Linked DNA regions of Mus musculus: region 2 is linked to region 1. Evidence: chromatin contacts called from public Hi-C data. All regions are on one chromosome and are shown on one strand. The core of a region is the stretch at or near the end of the contact, and the rest is flanking DNA. Distances in the headings are between cores, read along the strand shown. Region 1 has its middle 38 kb from the start of 1700020N01Rik. Region 2 has its middle 66 kb from the start of Platr6.

What was found. Hi-C and Micro-C count contacts between places; a contact is called where the count stands out from the background.
Region 2: a Hi-C map of uterus shows a contact between it and region 1, with 1.9 times the contacts expected there. The contact joins two enhancer-like sites. A contact is called at or near these places in 7 of 484 Hi-C or Micro-C datasets (embryonic stem cells, muscle stem cells, myocytes and 2 more), 1 of 115 datasets of contacts at active chromatin or transcription factors (fibro-adipogenic progenitors) and 2 of 9 other capture datasets (adipose tissue and embryonic stem cells).

What each region holds. Positions count from the first base shown.
Region 1 is chr10:21,627,325-21,634,438 of GRCm38.p6, reverse strand. No RefSeq gene overlaps it. Among named protein-coding and RNA genes, the nearest start is that of 1700020N01Rik, 38 kb to the right of the region's middle. Within about 2 kb of position 5,723, at least 53 of the 459 cell types and tissues checked have an H3K27ac peak or open chromatin away from gene starts, as enhancers often do. A contact at or near this core is called in adipose tissue, muscle stem cells, myocytes and 1 more, where this site is marked.
Region 2 is chr10:21,788,600-21,795,678 of GRCm38.p6, reverse strand. No RefSeq gene overlaps it. Among named protein-coding and RNA genes, the nearest start is that of Platr6, 66 kb to the left of the region's middle. Within about 2 kb of position 5,353, at least 115 of the 459 cell types and tissues checked have an H3K27ac peak or open chromatin away from gene starts, as enhancers often do. A contact at or near this core is called in adipose tissue, muscle stem cells, myocytes and 1 more, where this site is marked.

The sequences.
Region 1 (7,114 bases), core at 4,474-6,973:
ACCCCCCTGCTTTCTGGGGTGGGATAATTCATGTCTATTCTAACATTTGGAAGACTCAGATGGAAGGATCATGAAGCCAACCTGGATTATATAGGGAGCATGTCTTTTAAAAATACAAAATAAAATACCATGGAGAGGAGATGGCTTTCCATGGAGGACTGATGGGCAGGGTTGGACATCACTCCTAAAAGTTAGTCTGACCTTCGTGTGTGTGCCATGGTATGTAAGCGTGCGCTCTCTCTCTCTCTCTCTATCTCTCTCTCTCTCCCTCTCTCTCTCACTCTCTCTCTCTCCCTCCCTCTCTCTCTGTCTCTCTCTCTCTCACACACACACAAATAATAATGCGATTTAAAAATTATCAAGCAAAAACAGAAATCTTTTTACACGTCTTGTTTTTACTTTAAGACTCTAAGTTTCTTATGCTTTAATAAGTTTGTTTATAATATCAGAATGCCTTTTAATTAGTCAGCAGGTCATTCCTGGTACAGTTGAGGTTTTCATTTACCCAGAATAAACTGAAAACTTTATTTATAGCAGAATAAACATCAGAAAACTCAGAAACTTAATCAACATTTATTATACTTTGCAAAAGCAAATAGTGCGACATATCTGGGGAAGTGCCCTGGGGAGGTTGGCTGCTATTTTCTCTGACTGGAGCAGAATTTTTTGGTACACTGGAAATTTTCAATTTTAAAAAAAAGTATACCCTGAAACATAGTATGTCTGTGAGTGATCACTGAAATGAACCACCTATATCTAACTACATAGCTATTGTGTTGACAATAAACAGAATCCTGCCAGGTGCCAACAAGTTGAGATTTTTATACTGTCATGACTACTTATTCATTGTTAATTTACTGTGTAGAACTGTACTATTTCTAATCATAAAATAAAAAGATGCTATGAAATAAAAGAATGGCTATTTAGAGAATTCATTGAAGATTCTATATAATTAATTAAAAAAATAGGTTTATTTAAAATCATTTCTCAAATTAGAAAGTTAAATTCAAGAAAGCTCCAATAAATGTACTTGAAAAGGGTCAAATTACTATGCAAGAGAAGTAGAGACTGTATTCAAGGGAAGCATAATTACTGAAATATTTATGTTTTTCGGCTGATGGTCTGAATAGCTAACAACTTTAATGTTTTATTACTCTGTTGCTATGCAGAACATTCTACCTTGAGCATGTATTGACTTTCTCCCCTGATGACACCCTCCCCCCAGCTCCTCCTAGAGCCCCTATCCTGTCCATCTCTCAACTCCAGGTCTTCTCTTTATACCCTAGTGAGTCCACCCAGTGCTTCCTTCATGCACATGGATATAGGGCTGTCCACTGGAGCATGGGCAACCTACCAGAGGCCACATCAGTGAAGAAAACTGACTCTCCCTATTCTAATTCTTTCAACTGTTGGTAATTCCTCAACGAGGGATGGGCCTCATGTGCTGCTCCCCTAAAATTCCATGCCAGAATTTTATCCCAACTTGTATAGGTCTTACGTAGTCACACAAGTGTGACAAGAGTGACAGCTGCTGTGAGTTCAGTTCGACAGCTGTCTCATGACTAAGTGACACTGTTTCACGTGGTCCTCCCAACCTCTGGCTCTAGCATTCTTGCTGTTCTGTCTTCCACAGTGTTCCTTGAGCTCCGGTGTGTGTGTGTGTGTGTGTGTGTGTGTGTGTGTGTGTGTGTGTGTGTGTGTGATATCTCACATGTGCCATTTGGGGCTGATCTTTCCACAGTCACTCATTCTCAGCACTCTGACTGGCTACATTAACCTGTCTCTTACTTAAGTGCCATTCACTGCAAAAAAAGGGGGTGGGGTGGGGAGAGCTTTTCTAATGAGGGTTGAGAGCTGCCTTAATCTATGATATAATACAGGTATTTAGGAGGCGATTTGATGCTGTCCCTGCTTAGTAAAGTAGAAATGGGGTCTCCCATCTGATCTTCCCAGCCACACAATCTTGGCCAGGTTTCAGTGTCAGGCATAAATTCTCTCCTCTGAGGTTGGCCTCAATTCTAATCAGAAAGTGGCTGGTTCCTCCATAGTATTCATTCTACTATGGCACTGAGAGGCATGTCTTGGCAGGTTGGTCATCATTGTAGCTCACAGGGTTCAAAGTTGGATAATACATTGATAGCTGATGACACAGCACCATCTAGCACTATGGGATTTTTTTTTTTAATTTTCAGATAGCGTTTCTGCATAGTTATAGAATGTGATGTTCTTATTTCCTATGAAGGCTGTAGCATGGTGAAGCTGGGACAGATGCCTGTCTACACTATACCATGCTGGCATCCAGCTGGTCCACCTTCCCTCCCTATTGTGCATCTAAACAGACCTTGTGAAAAACAGCAAGATAAAAATTTTAGAGTCCTACCACACTTAAAATATTTCTTTTGCAAAGGACAGTGGATTTGAAAAGCTCAAGATGCTAAGTAGGTAGAGACTTGTGGAAGCTGGTTTACATAAAGCTATGTGAGCTCTAAGGAATAGAGACCAACTCTACTTTTGGGAAGTGAGTCAAGTATTATCTGAAACTAGTCGCACAAACCCAAATGGATCAGAAGGTCATAAAGTCCTTGGTCTGTCTCTGGTTTAGTCCCTGGTCTTTTTCCTTCTTGGTTTCCTTTATGTGTCTTGTGTGGCCTCTAGGGCAGTCTCCCTCAAGGATATTTATCCCTGACCAGTCTGGCCTTTCCTCTCTGTAACAGCTCATAAGCTTTTGCACATGGCTCTGGCTCACTGTGCCTGTGGCAATTTGACAATTGCAGTAAAACTGCTTCTTGGTCATTTACTCCTCATTTCTTAGTCCAACTTTCCAGAGGAAAGCTGTAGTTGGTTCAACTCTTTTCCATATTTCAGGCCAAGGGTAAGGGAGGGCGCAGCTGTGAGATGGTCCTGAGGTCAGGCTTGTCCAATCTCTGCCACAAAAATGAAGTTCAAGACTTTTGGGGGGAAAAGATTATGGATAGGCGATATTCTCAAGAAAGACTGCCAGTCAGGTTGACTGTGTGTGCACATATTTACAAATTCATTTTCTGTTCACAAATTACAATTATGCATAGCTATGGAGTAAAGTTTTTATCTGGAAGCCACTTTTGATATGATCTCAGGTCTTTATTAAATTTTTAGCTATTCATTCAACAAGTTTTCATTAAGTGGTCTGAGTGGGTCTAATCTAGGAAGAAATAACAACTCAAATAGGACCTGGGATGCTTAGAAATACTGGATTCCCCAGTGCGACCTTGCCCCATGGTTCCTATGTCCTACATGTTGTCATCACTTACAGCTCGGTTTTGATTTGTCACCTCTGTGAGACTTATCTATGCTGTCAGTAGAATGGAAGGATACTTTTTATGCACAGCCGCCTTCACAAAGATTCAGGATTATCTTCACCACACACGTCTTGGCAACGTGTCTGAGTGGTTCTGAAGGGTTATGGCACTTTCATCTATGAGATAATATGAATTTATAAGCACACATAAGTATCAGATGGGTATATGAGAAGAAGAGGAAACAGCATGAATTCTGCTAGTCATAGGTTAAGGACTTACTGCTTATAAACTTTTGCCACATTTTTAAAAAAAGAAACTCTTCCCTTTGGCAGATACTCAAGTGGTGAACCATCTTAAAGAGACATCCTGGTGCCTCCCCCAGGAGGCCAAGGTCAACACTAACCATCTGACATTCATTCATGCTTATTGTGTGCATCCATAAAGAAAGGAGTGAGAACAACCCTTGACCTCTGTGGTCTTTCTCCAAAGACCCAGGCCCTATTCAGTCTCAGCCTAAGCAGAAAAAAAAAATAATGTTTGGGCATACTGTCCAAGAAGCAAAACTGTCTAACAAATTTCCTAAAGACATCCAAGGTTGTAAAACAAGAGGAGTCTAAGAAACTATCTCAGTTATGAACACAGCCTGAGATGACAACTCAATAAGCATGTTATAACTACATGGATGTAGCTGTCAAGTAGAAAGGGCCACTGATGTAAAGATAAGGAAATAGATAAAGAGTATACTTTAGCCAGTAATAATCCATACATATCTAAACAAATATAATTATATTAATGTATGACATTAATATTTCAGGGATGCTGAATACAGGGTATATAGAAATTACATCATCTTTTAAACTTTTAAGTAAATCATTACCTACCTATTCAAAAATAAATTGTATTTAAAAACCCATTATGTGTTAGAAGAAAATTGAAGAAAGACTCTTTTGATTTGCTTTGTTTGTTTTCCTCGGAATCTTTGAGTATGGTACTTCTGGTGTTACACCAAGATTGTCCTGGAAATCTTTGGAGTGTCTGAAGCTCGGATGCCTTATATACCCATCTTCCCTGGAGGCTCTGCAGTGAAAGTACAGGGCAAAACTAGGTGCTGCTTGGGGGCTCTCCATTTATCAGGTGTTAGCATAATTATAACAAACAGACCACTTAACAGCAAAACTCATCAAGTCTGTACTGTACTTAAAAAAATAATGTGCAAACATTATAACAAGTAGCATAGACAGATGGGAAAAAAAAAACCTGCCCATCTTCCCTCTTATTTCTCTCCCTGTATCCCTTGTTCCTTCTGCCTGGCTAGTTACAGTGCTGAAGAAACTAGCCATTCTGATTTCTATATTCACATTTCATCACAAACATTCTCAGGTCATTTCCTATCGTCAACTTTTCATTTTGAAAGGATGGGTAACAGTGAAATAAGCTGCTACGCTATAATTGAATTGAATTCTCTAAAAGCCAATGCTTCAGTTAACCATGTCTACCACAAGGGACTGAGCTCCCTGTGGCTCATCCTGTGTCACCCAACTGAATGCTCAGATGATGTCTAGAGTATATTTATTCCTTGGGAAGACATTCTGAACTCCTGACCTGAGTCTCCTGCCAGGGGTGCACAGAGTCCATGCTCAGCAGTTTTGGGGATTGCAACGCAGAGCTGCACAGCTCTGCAGTAACCGGACCTCATCTTTCCTTTCTGCTTTTTAAGATGCCTCACTGTGAAATCAAACTTGTTTGGCTCCAGGCATTCAAAATGCCTTTCATTTACTCACGAAGAGACGATAACTGTGGTTAACTTTATGTACCACATGATTGAAAAATGAAATGTTCTCATGGACAGGGTTGCAAAAAAAGATAACCAAAATGGATGAAGGAAGGAGGCGATGATGGACCGACCATAAGTCATCCGGTTACAGTTTCTTGGAAGATGGAGAGAATGCATATCTTGTTTGATGTCCTCAAGCCAAGAGCGTATCTAATGCCTGTCAACTCCTCTAAGGAGAAAAACGCTGGATACACCTAACCCTCTTCCTCTTCTCCTCTCCCCCTCTCTCTCCTGCAAGGCATAGATTATTAAAAGGAAATTTGCTTTTCTTCTTAAGGTCATTGCAAAAACCTAGCTTCAGTTCTGATCTTGGTACACATAAGAGACAGGAAAGAAAGTGGATTGTTAAACTGAAAAACAAGCAAGCAAGCAAACAAACAAACATATAAATGGTTCTGTAATAAAAGGTACTGGACACTAGAGGGATTGGACCAAAATGTAGAGGAGTGTTCAGTACCAACTTATAAAAATGGTCACTACACTGGCAGAATTTATGTCAGAGGATGGAAAACATGAGTAATGTTCTTGCCAAAAAGGACATTCTGGACCGACCCATGCAAACAAGCAATCAGAGGCTGGAGCCTGGCCGAGCCAGCCCCATGAGGAAACAGCTGTGAGGTCAGCCTCAGCTTAGCAACACAGGCAGTCTCTTTCTCTCCGTATTAGAGTCAACACAGAAAGCTCATGGCCCACCCAAACAGGGAATGGAAGGCTCCAGAAAGCTGGAATATGCATACGGTGCCCTCGGGTTTCCTCTGACTCATGCTGGTAACTGTGAGCCACAGGGACAAATCTTCACCTGTGACTTTGCTTCGATCGGGCACTCTGACTTGTTGACCTTGTGAAACGTTAAGAGGCAAGTGGGTGTTCATTTTGTGTTGCTACCACAGATTACTTTATCACAGGAATTATGTGAAGAAAAGAGATTTGACTCAATTTTGGGGTCACAATGTCCAAATAGAACAACGATATTTGTAGGTAACATCCCCAACTGTGTCACAGTATTGTGGAGAAGTAAAAAATGAAAATGTCTGTGGGCATAAGAGATCAAGTACATGGGATGGTCTCATTATGTGCAACTCATCCCCAAAAGAACTACCTTAATGCCCTTCAAAGGTGCTGCTGCTATGACCTAACCACCTTCCACTAAGCCTACCCCTTAAAGAGGCAGACTATTACAATGGAGCCCAAGCTTCTATTACAGCACATGGCTCTCTGGGGGACAGAGAACATACCTAAATCATACTGGGGACCAACTACATAGAGCTTTTGATAGCTGAACAGGAGAAAGGGTTTTGTTTGTTTGTTTGTTTGTTTTTGCCTTTAATCAGGCTGGTTTACTTTTCAATAGGACTCCTTATGTCATGGACTCCAGCCTATCTTTAAACAATTTAAAGTTACAAAAAGCCCATGCTTTTCCTTCCTTCTGAATATTTTTGTTCCTGTCATATTTTTTCTCTTTGGAGGTTACTTCTTAAAACTTCATGCAGCATTTTTCTATGTTTAAATAACTCAAAATCAGACAACACATCATTTATTTCTTGCAGCATAGTTGACCTTGTGATGCCACATTTTCTCGTTCTTCATAGGAAATCAATCTGGGTAGTAAAGAACCCATGTGCTTTATAGTCTACTTCAAACTCTGAGCTAACCTAGTAAATCAAGCTATAAATGAAAATTACCAATGGGGGAAAGAGTCTTTTCTATTTAACTTTTCAGGGAAAAAAAATCAGTCCAGTAGTTTCCAAGGCGCTGCGTTTACCTTGCCAACTTCCATTACAAACCCTGGCTAACAGCATGGCCCAAAAAGTGGCTCATTATTAACTATGTGGGCAAATATTAAAAAAATAAAAGAGAGAAACAGAGTTGGGGTCTACTTATCGATTAAAAACAGAGAGATGCAAATGCCAGTTAAAGATGGAGACCTTGTATGAGATCCTCTAAGGTGGATACAGACACTGCCCTTTCTGCCAAGCTGTGCCAGGCAGGGCTGTGCTGCAAG
Region 2 (7,079 bases), core at 4,104-6,603, 160 kb before region 1:
AAAGGCAAAGGGTGGGTAGATTTTAAAGAAATGACTAGTGCTGGCATAAGATTCTAGGGGTGGGAAGAAAAATCATTCACACTGAGACCAACAAGCATGCTTGAAGAAGGCTGCCATGAGCCCCTGTGTGAGACAGGACCAGCCACAACTACCAAGTAGGGAAAAGCTGTGAGTATGTGTGTGTGTGTGTGTGTGTGTGTGCGCATCTGTATGTGTCTGTTTGTATCTGTATGCATGTATGTGTCTGTGTGTGTCTCTCCGTGTGTGTATGTACATGTGTCTGTGTGCATGTATGTGCTTGTGTGTGTCTGCCTGTGTATATGTATGTCTGTGTGTATGTGTCTATTCCTGTGTGTGTCTGTTTGTCTCTGTGTGTGTTTGTCTGTGTGTATGTACCTGTGAGTCTCTGTGTGTGTCCGTCTATGTATATCCATGTGTGTGTGTCTGTATACCTGTGTGTGTATATATGTCTGTGTATGCCTGTGTATGTCTCTGTGTATGTGTGTGTGCATGTATCTGTGTGTGTCTGTGTGTATGTGTGTAACTGTGTGTCTCTGTGTGTGTCTATGTATATGGATGCCTGTGTATGTGTCTCTGTGTGTGTGTGCCTGTGTGTGTGCGTGTGTCTGTGTATGGGTCTATGTGTGTACACATGTGTCTGTGTGTATGTGTGTGTGTCTGTGTGTATGGGTACCTGTGTATATGTGTGTGTCTTTGTGTGTGTGTGTGCCTATGTGTGTGTTTGTATGTGCATGTGTCTGTGTATGTGTCTGCATGTGTGTGTGTCTGTGTGTATATTTGCATGTGTCTGTGTGTGCCTGTGTGTGTCTTTGTGTGTGGGTGCCTTTGTATGTGTGTGTGTTAGGGGTAAACTCAGGGTCTCTCTCTTCTCCCCCTCCCATGTGTTCCTCCATGGGAACAACCCCGAGGAAGCCACTTGACAACTATGCCTTCATTTCCCACTAATTACTTTCCCAGAACATAGTTCAGGCAGCTCTGTGGAGGAGCCCAGACAAGGTGTCCAGTGTAATACAGGCCTATCTGATGTCCCTATGAAATTACTATTCTCCTCCTTCAGGCTCCGAGAGTTTAGCCAGTCTCTGCCCTGTTGACAAATTGGCTGGACAGCAATCGGTAGTGCGTCTCCCACTTTAGACATGAGAGGATGGTTTCCCTGAAGGACTTAGAAGCCTGCTCTGTGGCTTCTGTTCCCCTTGCCGTGCTTGAGAGGAGCTCAGGTGGGGTGAGGAAGGGTATGAGGTGCTGAGTTTGCTTGAAGAAGTTTTGTCTCATATGCATCGCACTTGCCAGTGTAGCCATAAGGGGATCTACACTCCCCAGAGTCTATAAGAAATAGCACATAGTCTTAGCATGAAGTGAGCCTTGTTTCTTTCTGGTAGATTATTCTCCCATCTTTACTGGTCAGCCAATTGTTATTAGCCAATTCCTTTATGTGTCCAGCTCATTCATGGGCAGGCCTTGCCATCTACAGTGTAAATAATAAGACATAGGAAACATGACATAAATTATATCCCAAGATGTCGAATGTTGCTTATTATTAATTTCACAGTCTTAGATGAAAGACGTTATCTATTTTTTTCTGAAATGAAGAGATAGAGAATTGAAGGAGAAAGACATTATAAGCTGACCATTTTTCTGAGCTAGTTTTGTTGATTTTGGTGCAACACTGAACTTGCAAAACATCACGCATGTACTTTCAAAAACGGCGAAGCACTTTCGCAGAAGTTCCGCCATGTGTTCTCGAGCAGGGTGTGTTCCATCTGCCTGCGACTTCGGAGCTACAGTTAAAATTCAGCAAGCAGAGGAAAATGAGAAAACACAGACTCACTAAACCCTCTCAGTGGGGGAAGGGGACAAAGAAGAGAAGCACATGCAGAGGGTGTGTGGGTAGAGAGGGCTTAGGATCACAGGCTTGGAGAAGGTTCAGGGTTCTGGGAAAGCTCATAGCTATTCGTACGGCAGCTTACCTAGAATGCACTCACGTGCCTTAATTGCTTCATTTTTCTTTAGAAATGTGGGCCAAAATGTCCCAACCTTTAGAGGGTATTTTGCGGGGGGTGTGGGGGGGTGTAATTTGAATTCACAGCCTTTTCTGGTCTCCTGTCTTGTTTTGTTTTGTTTTTTCTTTTCCTCCTTATCTTCTCCCTCCTTCTCCTCCCCCTTCTTCATGGAGACAGGGTCTTATGTAGTCCAGGCTGTCCTCAAACTTACTATATAGCTGAAGATGGTGTTGAACCTCTAATTCTGTTACCAGCGTGTGCCCCCATACCCAGTTCATGCTTTGCTGGGGATCCAACCCAGGGTTTCAGGTGAGCCAGGCAAGCAGGCACTGACTGGGCCACAGGCTTACTCCCCATCTTAGTTCTCAGTGACATATGAAGAACAAAACCTCTGTGCATCGAGTCAGTTGCATTAAAATAACAAAGTTTAAAAAAAAAAAGCCTAAAAAACAAAACAAAACAAACAAACAAAATCCAACAACCCAAATCTCATTCTAAAGAGTAAAAAAAAAAAAAAAGTAAGAACGGAAACTCCTTCCTCAGTAAGACGTTCACGGGATGAAGCTGTGTTTAGTGTTAAAATGCAATATTTACCTCCCAGGACTAAGGACAAGTGGCTAAATATCAAAAACTGTACTCTCCCCAGGCTGACTTTTCTCAGAGACCCTTCTTTAAATTCAAACTCTGTTCTCTCCTCCTTTGTAAAGAACACAGATACTGTTTACAAATTCGCTTTTAATCTATTTTCAAGATTCAGAGTGAAAATTAAAAAAAAAAAACAACAAAACAAACCTGTTTCTAATTTGCTGAAGCTTTTTTGGGGAGGGGGAGATTTCTTTCCTCAGTCTCTGCACAAGGCATTTTATTAATAATTTATCACAGTGTTCCACAGCAGAGATAAAGCAGACGCCCACATGATCATTTTGTGTTCGTAATGTGGGCTCTGTCGAGCCTTTAATCTCCCTGCACCTGCTGGCACCTGCTCCCTCCCCTCTTTCTAAGGTCTCTGTTTTCTGTTCTGGAGCCTACACAGCTTTGAGCTTCACGTGGCACGCTGCCTGGATAGGCTGTTGATAGCAAAGAAGATGGCACAGCCTTCCGCGACCTCATTTCCACCCATCCTTCAATTCCAACTTTCTTTTCACAAAACCTTGTGTGTGATTTTAGACATAGCGGGGGGGGGGGGGGGGCCCGCGGTGAGGAGAGCATTCCTGGCCCAGGACTGAGTAAGGAACCCCAGGGCTCACACTGGCTTAGCCACAGGTTGAGTTGGATAAGGCTATGTTCTGGGGCTTAGGGTCGGATTGGATCCCATGTCATTCTATGAGGGCAGAATTGGGGGGGGGGGGAAGGGGGAGGGGAGGAAGTTGGGAGGGGGAACCCAGCCATTCTCCTCAAAGCCCAGAGAATATGATGCATGTAGGCTGTAGGAAGACTGTGAGCCCCCTGTGTTCATGATAACTGATGAGGGAGGCTATCTGCTGTTGTGCTGTGCGGGAAGGCCCCTCAGCTTTCTGCTCTGCCTCTTGGATGAGGCCTCTTCTTGAGTGAGCCTCTCATGTTTTTGAGAAGTCAATTCTCTTAGAAGTGACCTATATTTCCTCATTTAGAAAAGCTGGAGAACTCAGGAGTCTTTTTATCTTGAAAACTCAGATCGTGAAAGAGATTTTAAGATACAGTTGTTAAGGGCAGGGGTGGGGGTTGGGGGGGGGCAGCTGGAGCTGGCATCCAAACCTTTCTAAGATAATTAGCTGCCATTAGGAAGGAACATAAAAGTGAGTTTAAAAGATTCTTGCTTGCCTACTTTTCTCTCCTCTTCATTTTTTATTTCCGCTCCGTACAGTAAAAAGTTTCCACAGTAGTTAATCTTTGGGCACACCAAAGACCACAGCAATTGGCTTCTCTTAAGGCCTGTGAACCTTATGGCCATGTGGACCCTGTAAAAGGGGGAAGAGTGGAAAACTTAGGGATTCTGGACGATGCTTGGGGAGTTTTCTGAGGACAGGAAAGGACCGAATCCACAGATACACAAGCAGAAACAAATGAAGAAAATGCTTACTGCCCCTAAGGTATCAGCTTTCTCTGGGCACCAGCCGTGTTTTCTTCTCAGTATAAACAGGTGGAAAATATATGTGATTTTTTTTTTTAACATGGTCTTCCTTTAAGTCTTGCTTGATATCAGTTACATAATACTCTGTCTCCGGTATTATTAGGTAAAACGGTAGGATTGGAGACAGAATAAGGATTGGAATGGTAGCATTTGGACATTAGATATATTGCAGGACCTAGGGGTAGAGGTACATTTCTGGACTCCTCTGTCATGCTGCATCCACCATATGAGGTTGCCCATGGATGTGCAGCTGTATAGGATGGAGAAGTGGTCTAACTTGGGTGATAAAGGCAGCTGAAACCACAGAGCAGTCATCCCTTGTAGCACAGAGATTTTAACAGTGTTTTTCACAGAAGCTGCCCTCACTGGAGTGAGTCAGTCTCTATCCCTGCCTGCTACTTCCTTCCTGCCAGCCTAGAGCAACTCACCTCTGCCTCCGTTGCCTCATGTGTAGCATGGGAGTGAAGACACCTCGCATAGTAGTATGTAGTTGTGAGGTTTAACCAGGATGTGTGTTTATAGGACATAGGCAATGTCTGATGAATGGTATCGGTTTGCACATCCACAAATTATTTCATGTATATTGTACATGTATATCCACGTATACATATGTAGAATGAGTCTGTTGTCAATTTGAGCTATTCACAGTATATGGCAGAAGGATATTACATTTTTTGAAAGCAGATGTGAAAAAAATGCCATAGAGCAAGGAATTCCCACTGTTTCCAGTTTCCAGGTCTGTGGTTCAATATGATACAAGTGTTTCTATTTACCCTTTAATGATACATCTTTGTGGTGGCTATGTATAAACAAGTATCCACCTCCCAAAACCTTCTCAAAGACTGACTACTGAGCATAGGGGGTCCAAAAAAAAAATCCAAGTATAGGATCTGCCCCTCACCAGGGTCATCCTTGCTCTCTGCGTGGTCTCTGTTTGTTTTGGTGTCACCAAGACAAAGTCCTGAGTCAGACTGGATGGAATTCCTTAACTGGAACTCAGCTTAGACTAATTGGGTAGTGTTCTGACTTAGAAAACACATTGTTCGTGATTCTGCTGTTGGTTTCCAAGGGAGTCCCAGGAAGGGACTAAGGCTCATAAACATGACTAGTTGGTGCTCGTGATTCATGTAGTCAAACCGGGAAGGAAGATCTGAAGGCAAGCAAGCCTCCAGAGGTCTCAGCCATCGCAGTTGCCCCTGGCATGCAGATCATTTCATCCTGCTGACTCATAGCCCTGTGGAACTTTCAGGGCTCTGTTGCCGTTTGACTGCCGTGCCTCCCACTGTCCCAGAGCTTGCCAGTCATCCCGCTTCCAGCTCAGTTTATCAGCCTATAACTAATGAGTGTAAATATTGACTTACGGCTGTGTGGTAGTGTGATCCCTCGGCCATGTAAAATGATACACTTAAGAAGCACGCAGAAAATATTGTCAGGTTCCAGCCCTTGAACGAGGCAGTGTGCAAGGAAGGGGACGAGTGTGGACGAACAGCACAGGTTAAGAGCACCTGCCACCTGAACCAGCTGCTCCGTTAAGAGAGTTGTTTTCAAAGGCAGAAGACAGGAGTCTAAGTTGCTTCAGTGTCTATTGGCCCATCCAGGCATGCAGGGAAATGGTTATGTGACCTGCTTTTGGAGTGTCCCTGAGTGTGCTGTGTGCGGCGGTGGCAGCTGTTTGTCACTGATGGATGGGCTATCCCCCGCCTCCTGTGCTTCAATGTCCTCACCTGAATGAGGACTGATGATTGTCAAGGCCAAATAACATGCTCAAGGGACTTCTGGGGTGGATAGCGCTCACCACTTGAGGGTAATGAGCAGACATGCACCTGATAGGGCAGATTTGGAGGCAAGTTTTCTGACTGATCTCCCAATCTTTTCAGAAGTCGCTTTGTTTTAATTTTCTCAATCCCCTAGAGACTGGAGTTTGAGTTTCTATTGTCTTCCCCTCCCCGCACCCTACCCCCACGCCCAGAATCTGGAAGCTCACACAGCCTCACATACTGTGAGAAAACCTGATTTGAGGAACAGGTTTCTTAAGAGTTTTCTTCTCTGAAGCATTTTTGAAATTAAAAGTAATAATCTTTCCCCCAACAGAAACAAGGTTGTGCATGGAGAGTCCTTCCCCAGGCTGAGCCAGCTGGATTGAGGTGTTTAGGAGCCCATGTGGGGAGGCCCAGCCCATGTGCTTTTCCACTCCTCCCTCGCTGTGGATGCTACTCCGGGCTCAGACGCCCACCCATGTCTTATGCTCGGAGGCCTGCAGTTCCCTTCTCTTTGGGGGTGACCCTGACTGTGACTGGCTTAGGATGCCTGGTACCTGGACACTCCCCTCCCCATCCCATAGCTCCTCCACCATGCTTGCCTTGGCTCCCTTGGTCCTCCTACCTCGCACACCACACACAGGCGCCCACAGGGCTTTCTCTGCCTCCCTCTCCCCTCTTTCTGCAGCAGACTCAGCGCTGCCTCATGATCTTCCTTTTTATGCATTTGTCATACCGATTAGGAGCAACTGGGGAGTAGCCCAACTTCTCCACCAGCCTATTAGTTAGAGACGTTAGATTTACCTGGATGTATAATTTTGTCCTCACTATGTAGGGCAGTTCTTGTGGCTATCTACTCTTAGTCACCTACATATTGATTTGTCTTAACACATCGCTGCCAAGGGTAACTAAGTATAAACAATAACAACATGGTAACAATAACGGATTTTTCATTGGTGTTGATTTTGGTTCTTTGAGACCTTCTTTCACTGTCTGTGCAGACCAGATGGAGATCCCCCTGCGTCTGGAATTCTGGGGATTATAGGCATGTGCTACCACATCCAGCGAACAATGAACATTGTAAGTTGCTAGTTACAATTTTCTAAATTCATTCTCTCTCCTTCCCCTTCCCCTTTCCCTTCCCTCTCCCCTCACCACAACATGGACTGAAGTCTAAATCTCAGTGGGGCC